Regions from separate parts of the Sus scrofa genome. Here region 2 is linked to region 1. The links are chromatin contacts, called in public Hi-C maps. All regions are on one chromosome and are shown on one strand. The core of a region is the stretch at or near the end of the contact, and the rest is flanking DNA. Distances in the headings are between cores, read along the strand shown.

What was found. A called contact is a pair of places that touch in the nucleus more often than the background predicts.
Region 2: a contact with region 1 is called in a Hi-C map of embryonic fibroblasts, with 2.8 times the contacts expected there. The contact joins the promoter of UHMK1 here to the promoter of NUF2 in region 1. A contact is called at or near these places in 1 of 5 promoter capture datasets (liver), 5 of 47 Hi-C or Micro-C datasets (embryonic fibroblasts, heart right ventricle, mesenteric adipose tissue and 2 more) and 1 of 2 datasets of contacts at active chromatin or transcription factors (skeletal muscle).

Annotation. Positions count from the first base shown.
Region 1 is chr4:87,192,659-87,198,381 of Sscrofa11.1, forward strand. It overlaps NUF2 (kinetochore protein Nuf2), which reads right to left and starts at 1,535. Exons shown (of 14, transcript XM_005655379.3): 1 at 1,398-1,535. It overlaps LOC100518120 (a long non-coding RNA gene), which reads left to right and starts at 1,648. Exons shown (of 2, transcript XR_001303421.2): 1 at 1,648-1,854.
Region 2 is chr4:88,050,684-88,056,413 of Sscrofa11.1, forward strand. UHMK1 (serine/threonine-protein kinase Kist) reads right to left here and starts at 2,252. Exons shown (of 8, transcript XM_021089503.1): 1 at 1,809-2,252; 2 at 190-482. The coding sequence starts at 2,076.

The sequences.
Region 1 (5,723 bases), core at 285-2,784:
CAAGGACTTGCATTTCCTATTATTGAATTCATAATTCCAAGTTTTCCTTCTATAGCCACAATCTTTTTGAACCCAGATTCTGACACCTCATATATTATATGTCCTTTTCAGCATAAATATGCGTATCTACATTTTCATCTAGGTGAGAGATTTAAAAATCAATGATAAAAAGCCTTGCCCAAAGAAAGGCGGCAGAAAGTTAATTTTCCAAAACATACTATATCTGGATCAGAGATGATCACATTAAAGAGGTGTAAAATATCTTCAAAATTATTATTGCACATCCCTCTCTTCTAAAATCTTCACACCCTCTCAGATTAATCCATATAGAATACCACTGCATCATGTAACATCTTTACAAAAATAATTACTCGCCCTATTCGCCACATCAAATTCACATGTTTCTGCTTGGTTTCTAAAACCTTCCACAATTTAATAACCTAATGAATTTTCTGTTCCAAGTTAGTCTCCTCCAGGACGTTTCCCAAACTTCCAATGTTTCCTCTTGGAACCACCTTTCATATCCAATTTCTAGCTTCTTTTGACAGGTTGAATCAAGGGAAGTTCCAATCCATTCTTGGGGGAGGGAGGAAAAAAAAAAAAAAAAACACAGGAGAAGAGAGGGGGAAAATGGAGGAGAGAGGCACTTTGGTTAGATAAAGATATATAAATGACCTAATAAATGTAAAGTGATCCTCAGGCCGCCTGCCAAGTAACAGGCATTTTACATTCGTTACCCCTCAGTTTCTCATTTATTTGCAACACCGAAGTCCTGTGCACAGTAGGTTTTGAATGAATACCAGTTAAATTTCAAACACATTGTTTTGCTAAAATAAATTAGATCGTGGAAATCAAAATCCCAGGAAGCAGAGAATAAACAAAAACAATGACTCCTAACCTCAATAAGGTAAAGTTTCCTGAACTCATTCAGGAAGAATAATCATGCTATACATGCATGGCATATGTACACTGCTCTCTTCCTCTAACTTTCGGATGAAGTATATTTTTGCCTTTTGATTCCTGATTTTGACTTTGGTTAAGCGACGTTTGAGCAACGGAGGTTTGCAGAAAGTTGACCAACATCTGCAACCCCATCACCTTTTAAAGAAATGGGTTTAAAACATATAAATGCAAGCTTCAACTGACCAGCTTCAGTTCAAGTTTCTTCTCCGTAGTTTATGCTGTATCAGACAACACCCATCCGTTTGGTAGGAAATGAGCTAGTTTGGGGGACTAAAATCCAAAAAAATGACCTGTCTTCTCTAGCCTCCCCCGCCCGCGCCGCGCCCAACGAAAACACTGCCAGGCCCCGCGTTCTGACTCCGGCCGGTGGCTCCAGAGCGAGAGGGCGCACTTAGTCTCCCTTTCTCCTCCCGCGCGTGTCTGTTAGCGCTCACCTGCCGCACCAGCCGCCCACAGGAAGACGGCGAGTCCGTGGAGCAGTTACAAGCGAAGCCAAAAATCTGCAAACATCAACCGTTGTTACTTTTCAAACATGCCGCCTCTTCCTGTAAGTCCCTCCCCGTTCCGCCCCGCCCACTTCCTGCTCTCTAGCCGCGCCGGGTGCCGGTTGGGCTCAATAGACTCAAGGCGGCTGGGGCTGGAACTGCGAGAGGACGCCGGGTTCCACCCGGAACTATTTTTCGCGGAGTTGGTGCCTAGTCGGACCTCGAGTTCGTAAGCAGTGGGAGCGCAGTGGTTTGGAGGAGTCCGAGGTTGCTATGGAGTCCCCGAAACTTTTGAAAACTGTCGGGGTTCCAGGCGAAGAGCAAGAGCGAATGGAGGATTTCTGGAGACGTGTGCTAAGCTTAAGGTGACAAGGGAAAGAGGACGTGGGGCTTTCAATGGAGCAGGGTAAGTCATAGAGTCTCAGAGTAATAATGATATCGATATTTTTTGATCATTAATTATGAGGCTCCAGGTTTTGTGTTGGATGCTTATAGGTATTATCTAATTTAGGCTTCATTAGAAAGGGAAAAGGAGGAGTTCCCGTTGCGGCTCAGCTGGTTAAAAACCCGCTAGTATACATGAGGATGCGGGTTCGAGCCCTGGCCTCACGCAGTGTCTTAAAGTATCTGGCATTTACTCGCGCTGTAGTGTGTAGGTCGCAGATGCGGCTAGGATCTGGCGGATCTGGCGTTGCTGTGGTTGGCCTGCAGCAGTTCCGATTAGACCCCTGAGAATTTACATATGCCGCAGGTGCGGCCCTAAAAAAAATGAGAGGGGAAAAAAAAAAAAGGGAAAGGGGTGCTCCCTGGTGGTTCAGCTGGTTAAGGATCTGGCGTTGTCACTGTTGCGGCACAGGTTTGATCCCTGGCCGGGGATCTTACGCATGTGCGGGTGAGGAAAAAAAAAAATTAATAAGGAAAAGTGGTTAGTAGATACTGTCATCAAATGAGTGATTAAATCAAGGAGATTATGCACTTGGCCCAAAGCTGTACGCAGTAGTTCATAAGTAGCATAATCAGGATTTGAACACAGATCATTTGATTGTGTTTGTAGGTACAACTTCAAGAGATGAGAGCAACCTAGCAGTGCACTTGGTTAGGTTAGTTCACTTTCACAGGCTTAGAAGTGATTCGTTTCCACTTGTACGGTAAGTGACACTGTCTAGGGTAGAACCCAAATCTCCTGGTGCTTCTCCCTCCCTTCATTCATCCCTCCACAGGAGCCAGGGACTCCTGGTGTTTCCCAACACTGAACTATTAGCCAAACTTGGATGTCTCTGAGTTGGATTCTTCAGATAATAATGCTCGAATGAGAGGGAGTTCATACATGATCACAAATAAGGGTCTTGCAGCAACTACTGGCCTAGTTGTCAGAGGGAAAAGCCATTTGGTTTTCTTATGGCTTGGGACAGTAGAGGCCATAATAAGACTTGTGTCTGACCACAGGCTATGGTAATATCTAGAGACAGTGATGTATTGGATGGGAAGTCTGAATTGCCTCAAGTGAAAAATAATGCTGGAAAGATTGCATTGGAAGTAGATGCAAATTCTGGTACTTTGATTTGGAGGGTGAAGGCTATACCTGTTAATATGGAAATGCATACCAATTTGAAAAAAAATACATTGCATATTCAGTAGTTTAGGGGTTTTTCCTTTCTATAAAAGTGAGCTAGGAAATAGATTTTTTTTAAATAGTGAGAGTCAGTGAAGAAAGGAGAGAAAAAAGCCTTTCTCATTGGCACTTACCAAATCAAACTGATTATTTGTGCATGCACATACTCCACAGGCCACATCTTTTCAGAGGCAGGGAAAAGGGCAATAGATAGCATAGTGGCTGAGAGCTCAGCTCTTAAGTCAGAAAGAACTAGGTTTAAATATCTCATCACACTGCTTACTATCTGTATGGACTCAGGTAAGTTGTTTAACCTAACTAAAATGGTTTCTGCATCCTTAAAATAGTGATAATATCTGGCTTATAGAGTGTCATGAAGATTAAATGGATTCATTCATGTAAAATGTCCAGCAGAATTGTAAACACTTGATAAATATTCCCTGTTGTTTTGACTATTATGATTTATACATTGTCCTAGTAATATATCTTTCAAATGATAATTACCCAACAAATGTCTGAACCATTGTTAGGAGTCCAGACAAGAAAAGAGGGACCTGTATATAAACCAAGAATGGAATAGACCATGTGGAGAGAGAAAAGTGAGGTAAAAGAAGAGCAGGATGATGGTATCTACAATAAAATAATTGCTTATTTGGGGGATAATTTTACTATAGATATGGCAAGTTGATAGTTATATTAGAATTAAAATTAGGAAAAAAACTAATGGTATTTACACAGACTGTCTCAGTTACAAGAGTAGATCTGATTTTTCAAAATTCAGTTGTCTGTTACTGGTCATTGTGAAGTGGAGGGCAGAACATCAAAAATCCAGAAATCTCAGCCTAGACTTTCTAGAGTTTTGTCATCATCCATAAAGACATTAACTACAGCAGAAAATTAGATTCCACTGTTTATGGCTGTAGCATCTTTTCCCATTTGTATCTGTATGCCCTTATATGCTCTATATCTGTGCTTATATTTCATTTTCTCTGTCAACCCTCCTTCCATCCTTTCCCAGCCTAACCTGCATGGTTTATCAACATCCAAACTCCCTATGTCCGTTGCCTCTGACCCAGATGCCTGTCAAAACCTTAACCCTCAATCTGTCCCATAAATCCCCAGCTGGATGCCCCAGAGAAAACAACACAAATTGACATTGTATTATTACTCTTGCTCAACAGCTTCAGCTCACCGCAGTTCTTGACAATCCTTTATCATTTGTCAGTTCCCTGTCTTAAAACCTTCAGTGATTTCTCATAACTACCTCCTTCCTCAGCTTCAACTTCTCTTTTTAAGCACTTGATACACATTCACATGGGTCTGCTTATTTATGCTAATTCCTTTTCTAATTTTTATTCCATGTTCCTTTTCTAGATTGCACTTTAGATCCTGGATGACAGACCTGTAAGGACTGAGCAGACCTTTCACTGACAAGATGAGATTCTCAGTGAGAGCATGGCATCCTGAAACTAGGATTTTGTCTTTAATTCAGGTGGTGTTCCTATGAGAGCTAATGCTGTTAGTTAAACTTTTTAAAAAAAATCTCTTTTTTTAAGTGACAGGATTTCCAAATTGTTGTTTCTGCTTAGTTTTAGTGGGTTTGTAAGGATGAAAGTTTTATTCCCTTGGTCTAGTGTGGCAGTAATAGATGAAATATGAGAACTGGGTCCTACACTGTCCTTGCTTGCCATCAAGTGCCCTCTCGTTTAAATATAGAGATTTCCTAGGGGCCGCGGATATCTCCAACAACCTTCTTCCCAGTTAATTGAGAAAATGCAAGCCATCATGCAACATAGACCTTACCTTCCTGGCTACCCATTTCCCTTACCACCACATTTATCTGTCTCATCTCAGAAGATAAAAAGTGCCTCCTTCACCTGTGCTATTGATCAGCACCTCTTTCTAGACTTCTCCGCTGCATTTAACACCATTAATCAGACTCTTACTGACCTAACTTCCTTTGTTTCCTCCTGTTTCTTCTGCCTAACTCATGCTTCTTAGGGGACTCTTTCTCTGCCTGCTTTTAAAATAGTATAGGTTTCAACCTTGGGTTTTTTGGTTGGTTTTTTTGTTGTGTGAATCTTTCCCTTCAGAGCACCATCCACTCGTTGTTTTAATCTGCTTGCTCAAAGATCCTAAAACTACTGCTATCCCTGACTTCTTCCTTGAGATTCAGATTTTTATTTCTTTGCCTACTAGATAGATCCTTTTGGGCGGGCTCATGAGCCATTCAAATTCTAATTTGTCCCTTCCTTTCACTTCTGCTACTGATCTATCTCACTGCTGCCTCCAGCCTTACCATCCTTACCTCTATCCCACAGTTTTTCTTCTGAGTAGCTGCCAGGATGATCAGTATTAAATGTAAATCTGATCATTTCATCAATCCCCTTAAATTTCTATATCCCTCTCTCCCTGTCACCTCCAAGATACAGTCCAATTCCGTAGCCTGCATACCAGGACCTCCCTGATCTTGCCACTGTTTATGCTTCTACTGTCATCTCCCATCACACCCACTTCCCCTTCCTGAGGCTGCTTTACACTTTTTCTTATTCTTAGTGATCCTGCATGGACTGTCTTGATTTTCTTTGCCTGATTCTTACTTTGGTATCTTATTTTGAGCCAGATACTGACTACATACTGGAAATATAAGTGTGAACAATCAA
Region 2 (5,730 bases), core at 1,002-3,501, 860 kb after region 1:
ACTAGTTCCCCCTACTTGACCCAAACATATCTACGTATGGCAAAGAAATTCTTTTTAACTGCTTAATCCCCAGTCACTTCAGTATTTTATACAGAAATATCTCTTTTAAGTCTCCACTAAACTACCTCTGTTATTTTAAAATATTTGGCTTAGACAATTGAGTGGGTGAGGAGGGAAAATAAGTCTTACCTGATTGCCTTCTTTGAAGCTAAGTCCAAAGTCAATGAGTTTAAAACATTCATTCTCGGCACTCCACAATATATTACGTGGTTTGAGGTCTGCATGGACATAACCCTCATGATGAAGAAAAGCAAGGGCCTCTAGAACATCTCTGGCACAATGCTGTATCATCCACATGGAACAACCTTGGTGACTGGAATATAAAAGCAATTCCGAAACACTGACATCCAGGAGTTCAAGCAAGAGACAGCGTGATGGCACATTTGGAGAAAAGTGGATTGTAAAAACTCCATATAAAGTCACTAGAAAAAGAAACAAATTGTAACACTTTAAAAACCAGACTCAGAGTAAGTGACTACTAAAGTAGATACAAATTTGAGGTAGTCTAGAAAAGGATTAATGTTATGAGCAAGCAAGCCACCGTAATTTATTTTTCCCATTAGTAAGATTTTTGGGCAAGTGGGTTATTTTATTTTAATAAAATAAGAGGACCTTCAACAGTGGATTACAATTCAAAGATATTAAATATGGCACATAATTAAAATTGTGCTTCCCAAGCACTCAGAGATGAGTGAATATGCACTTTGGGTGCCAAGCAAAAATGAGCAAAAGAAAAATCCAAATACTAAGTATTCTTAAGGCAAATGTCACAATGTACAAAACCAAAACTGAAGATTGGTTCTTGATCCAAAATAGCACTATATAATTAAATATTAAAAGGAGAGGTCAAGACATTCAAGATGACATTTTAACCTAATCTTTTAGAGTCAACAAGTCCTTAGGCCTATAAAAATGTAAAATATTTCCCTCTTAAATATCAGATTTTACCTACATCATTCAGGAAACCTTAAAAAAGAAAAAAAAGGGGGGGCAACACTATTAAGAAATTCTTCTCCAAATGGTAATATTAAAAAGGTCACTATTCACAATAAATATGGATCATGCTTGTCAGTAAGTAATATATCTATGAGCCAAAGTCATAATTAAATGCTCTCTGTTGGTGTATTAGCAATGAAAACTATTTTCACAGCTCAATCATCAGTAATCATTACATATCTTACATTGTGAATATCTGAATCATGAAACATGGTCTTAAGTGGGTAAAAGTATAAAGTGCGTATGTATCATTTTCACATTTCTATAAGGATTCTTATGAAAAATTTGGGAGTCATTTCTCCCAAATCCATACAAAAATTATGTATCAGGTAACATCTATATCAGCTATTAGCATTGACGTCACAAGTACTAGAACTATCTCCCATTTTTCACTGGTATGCAAAGATTCAAAAATTTCCGAACAAGACATGACAATCTAGTAAAGACATGCCTCCTTTCACTACAGAAGATAATTCTCTGTGCTAGTAAGTGCAGCATTTTCCAAACAGAACTGAAGCAAAACAGAATTTATTGAGCATCTACTATAGAACACTGGGCAAAGCGGCCCACCGTATTACAGTCAGTATGAGAGTGAAAGGGGGATGGGAAAGGGTCCTGGGTTGGGTGATAAGGCCAGGGCCGGACCTACTTCTCCCGCCTAAAAGACAGAAGACCGTACGCTAGGCCGAGAGGGGGAGTGTACGCTTGCTCTGAGACCTGGTTAAGAAGAGAAGGGAGATATTGGCAATTACCGATGTTCCTGTGACCCTGCAACTGTTCCAACGCTGCCCTCTCTTTGCGGAAACCATACTCGGCGGCCGAGGCCGCAGCCCCGGTGGTTCCTGGCGGTAAGAACTGCTTCAGGGCGCCGGGGGGTGAGCCAGGAGTGCCGCAGCAGCGCACCCGATACACCGAGGCAGAGGAGCCGCTACCCAGGCGGCTCTGTACCTGCCACAGCCGCCCGAAAGCTTCCAGAAACCGCGGCGGCTCCGCGCCCCACGCACAGCCGGATCCAGCCATCGGTGTGGACTGAGGGCACTGACACGGAGCTGACGCGACGCCCGAGGCAGGCCGGCAGGGCCCTCGGTCACATCCCCGCCCGCCGGACCAGCGGCTCTGCAGGGAGGGGCCTGCAGCCGCCTCACCGACTGCCGGGACCTCAGGCCGCCATGACACCGGAAGCCGTCTGCGCCCGGGTCCCAGAAGCCGGAAATGGAGGAAGAGCCAATCTTACAAGCTGAAGGGCGGGCCCAGAAAGGGCGGAGTCTAGAATTGATTAGGTGAATTAGGTTTGGAGGAAAGGACTGAGGGAGAGAGTTAAGCGTTAGAGAGTTCTTAATATTCTAGGCCCAATGTTAACCGCTTTCACACACAGTCACCTAAAACTAAAACTTATTTTTGTTCTTGCTGAGGCACCCCACCTCACCTTTGGGAAGCTTGGAAAGTAAAACCCTGCCTACATGTCTCATAGCCAGGATCCAAAGGAAATACCCCAGTTGCTAAAGGAATGGATTTACCACCACCTCCTCGCTCTGTTCCCTAGTGGTTATAATTCCGGATGCCCAGGCTTCTGTGCTTCTCTTAGTTTCCTTTGCCTTTGGCTGCCTAGTCAAAAAGCAGCCTCCCTGGGCAAACGTGGATCTTTTACAAACGTTTGTTTTTCATTTATTCATTCGATTTTTTTTACTCATTTGACAATTTTTTATTAACAAGTGTAAAAAATCGGAATCTCGGTCCACAAACGAGGATGTGTAATAAATGTATTCTTCCTTATTATTCTGTGTTCAACTTTTTCAAGCTCCATTCAGATGGGGTGGCACAAAATTAGTATGACCATTTGCCTCCATCACCTTTTCCTCAGGTTTTGTCCAAGTTTCCAGGTAAATGAGGTGGTTTATGTGGGGATTGAGGGGTTGAGCTCTGCTTTTCAGTATCATTGGTTATTGTCTTGCCAGGTTGCCACTGAAATATGCCTTATTTCTGTCTGTATGACCCTTTCAGGGTCTGGATTAGGAAAAGTTCTCTGCACTCTCTGCCATTTCTAACAATCATTTTCTTCTATAGCTGAAGTCTCAACTAATCTCTTGAGAACTTGGGCTTTTGTGATACAAAAAACAAAACTCACAAGCTCCCCTAAGGCAGTGAACACAGACATTTATTTGCTTATATAAAGGGGAAGGCAAAGTGGAGAAGCTGAGGTGTGGAAGGGAACTTAGGTCATGAATAGAGAGGAGATTCGAAATAGAAATTAACCATGATTTCAAAAATTTTGAGTTGGTAGAATGAATTAGATGTGTATATAATTATAATCCAAGGGTCAAGGTAAAAAGGAGGCGCAGGTAAATTGCTAGAACTCTGTAGAGGAACTCTTAGCAATTCACCCATTAGAAAAGTGTGAGTAAAAAGAAGCATTTCATTTCAGTCTATTTTGTTGAAATTGAATGTATTATAATCAGAGATAGCAAATGCTGAATTTCTAGAAGTTGATTAGGTTCTCCTTTGTGAAAAGTATCCATTGTTATAATCCATGTCTTGGTTGCATTTAAACTTTTTCCCCAAATGCTAGAATCAGAAGTTATCGGTCTGAAAATATTCTGCAGTAGATTTTAATTATGTTTTTCCAACCCCTTCAAAAATGAAAGTAATGACTCTGTGGTAGCTAGTCTTCAAACTGGCCCCCAATGTTCCTAGTCTCCTAATATTCACTTTCTGTTATCATCTCCTCTCACATTGAATAGGGTTGATCTGTGTAAGCAATAGGATAGTGTGTAAATAATGGCGTGTGACTTTCTAGGTCATAAAAGATGTTGAAGCTTCTATCTTGTTATCTCTTTGATCACTTGTTTTTGGGGAAACTAGCTGCCTTAACATGAAGCCCCTCAAGACCGCTATGGCCATGGTAAGGAACTGAGGCCCCTCGCCAACAGTCATATGAGTGAGGCATCTTGGAAGAAGGTTTTCCAGTCCCCGTCAAAGACTTTCCAGTCCCTGCAGAATGACTGCAGGTCTAGCTGAAATCTTGACTGCACACTCTTGAAAGAACCCTAAGCTAGAATCACCTCTCTAAGCCACTTCTGAATTGAATCCTACAGAAATTATGTGTGACAACGAATGTTTAGTATTAAGTTGCTAAGTTTTGGAGTAATTTATCATGTAGCAGTAAAACACTATAAACTAGAAAGGAATAAATATGTAATTCATGTCTGTAAAATTTAACATTATTATAAAATTGCCTTAGAGACAAGTTGTATATAGTTATGCTCTAATTAGCAGAGCACATCACTTACCGTACCCATGTCAGTACAAGGCATTATGATTAATTTTTTTCTTTTTAATTTTATAAGTAATAAGTGACATTTTGAGACAGTTTTTAGATATTTCATTTTTCTCTTCTGTAAATTTTCTTGCAAGATTACCTTGTAGATTTCCTTTTCCCCTTTACTTTCCTCACTCCTATTGTATTTCTGACTAGGTCCTCTTCTTTCTCTGGGACTGGTACATGCCTGGAAATACCAGAGGCTCACTTGGAATTCCAGTCTCTAACTGTAAGAAGGAATCAACTACCCCTCTCTACCATTCTTTCTCCTCTTCTGAACAATATCTCTTTGCCATGTGCTATGGATTGAATGTTTGTGTGCCCCCAGATTCATATGTTTAAACCCCAATCATTAATGTGATAGTATTTGGAGATGGGAACTCTGGGAGGTAATTGCATCATGAGGGTTCCACCCTCATGATGGTATTAGTGTCCTTATAAGAAGAGACACAAGAGAGCTTACTTTTTATTTCTGCTCTCCGCCATGTGAGGATACAAGAAGTTGGCAGTCTGTAAACTAAAGGGGCCTTCACAAGGAACCCAACTATGCTGGCACCCTGATCTCAGACTTCCAGCCCCAAGAATTATGAGAAATAAATTATTGTTTAAGCCACCCAGTCCGTGGTAATTTGTTATAATAGCTTAAATTGATTATGGCACAATGATATCATAAACTTTGGCCACCTGAGAATTCCTATAATAGAATCTATTTCTTCCTGGTTGTAAGTATATATTTCAAGAGACTTTGTTCTCATTCCCTTGTTCTACACTTTCAGGTAGGTGGACCAATCAGTGTTCTGTCAGGTCATTTCCCATCTTTTCAATTCTCACATCCCCTTCAATGTCAAAAGCAACTTTAGAAGGAGGCTGAGCCAGGACCATTGACTATTGCTTTGTGGGTCTAGAGACCAAGCCCTGGCTTCAATCTACCACTTAACATCTATGTGACCCTAAGTAAACTAACCAAACTCCCTTGACCAAGTTTCTTTGGCTAATTTTAAGTTGGGATGAAATATCTGTTTTGTACAATTAAACAAAACAACAAATGTAGATTATCTGATGAAGTACCTGACATACAATGGGGTCTCAGTAAGATTTGCTCCTTTTGCTTATTTCTATAATTCTATGCTTGGACTTGGAGAGCCTACCAGAACAACATAGAACCTTCTCATAATGCCTCTTCCTCAGTGGACTGCAAAGATACTACTGATGACTAATCATGTTTCTTGACCTATTCCCATATATTTCCTTCAGGTATTCTATCCCCTTGTAGTAACTGAGTATCCCCTTGTAGTAACTGAATCACACTTCTTTCCCTGTCCAAATTTACTGTCCTTCAGATGGGGGAGGATAACATG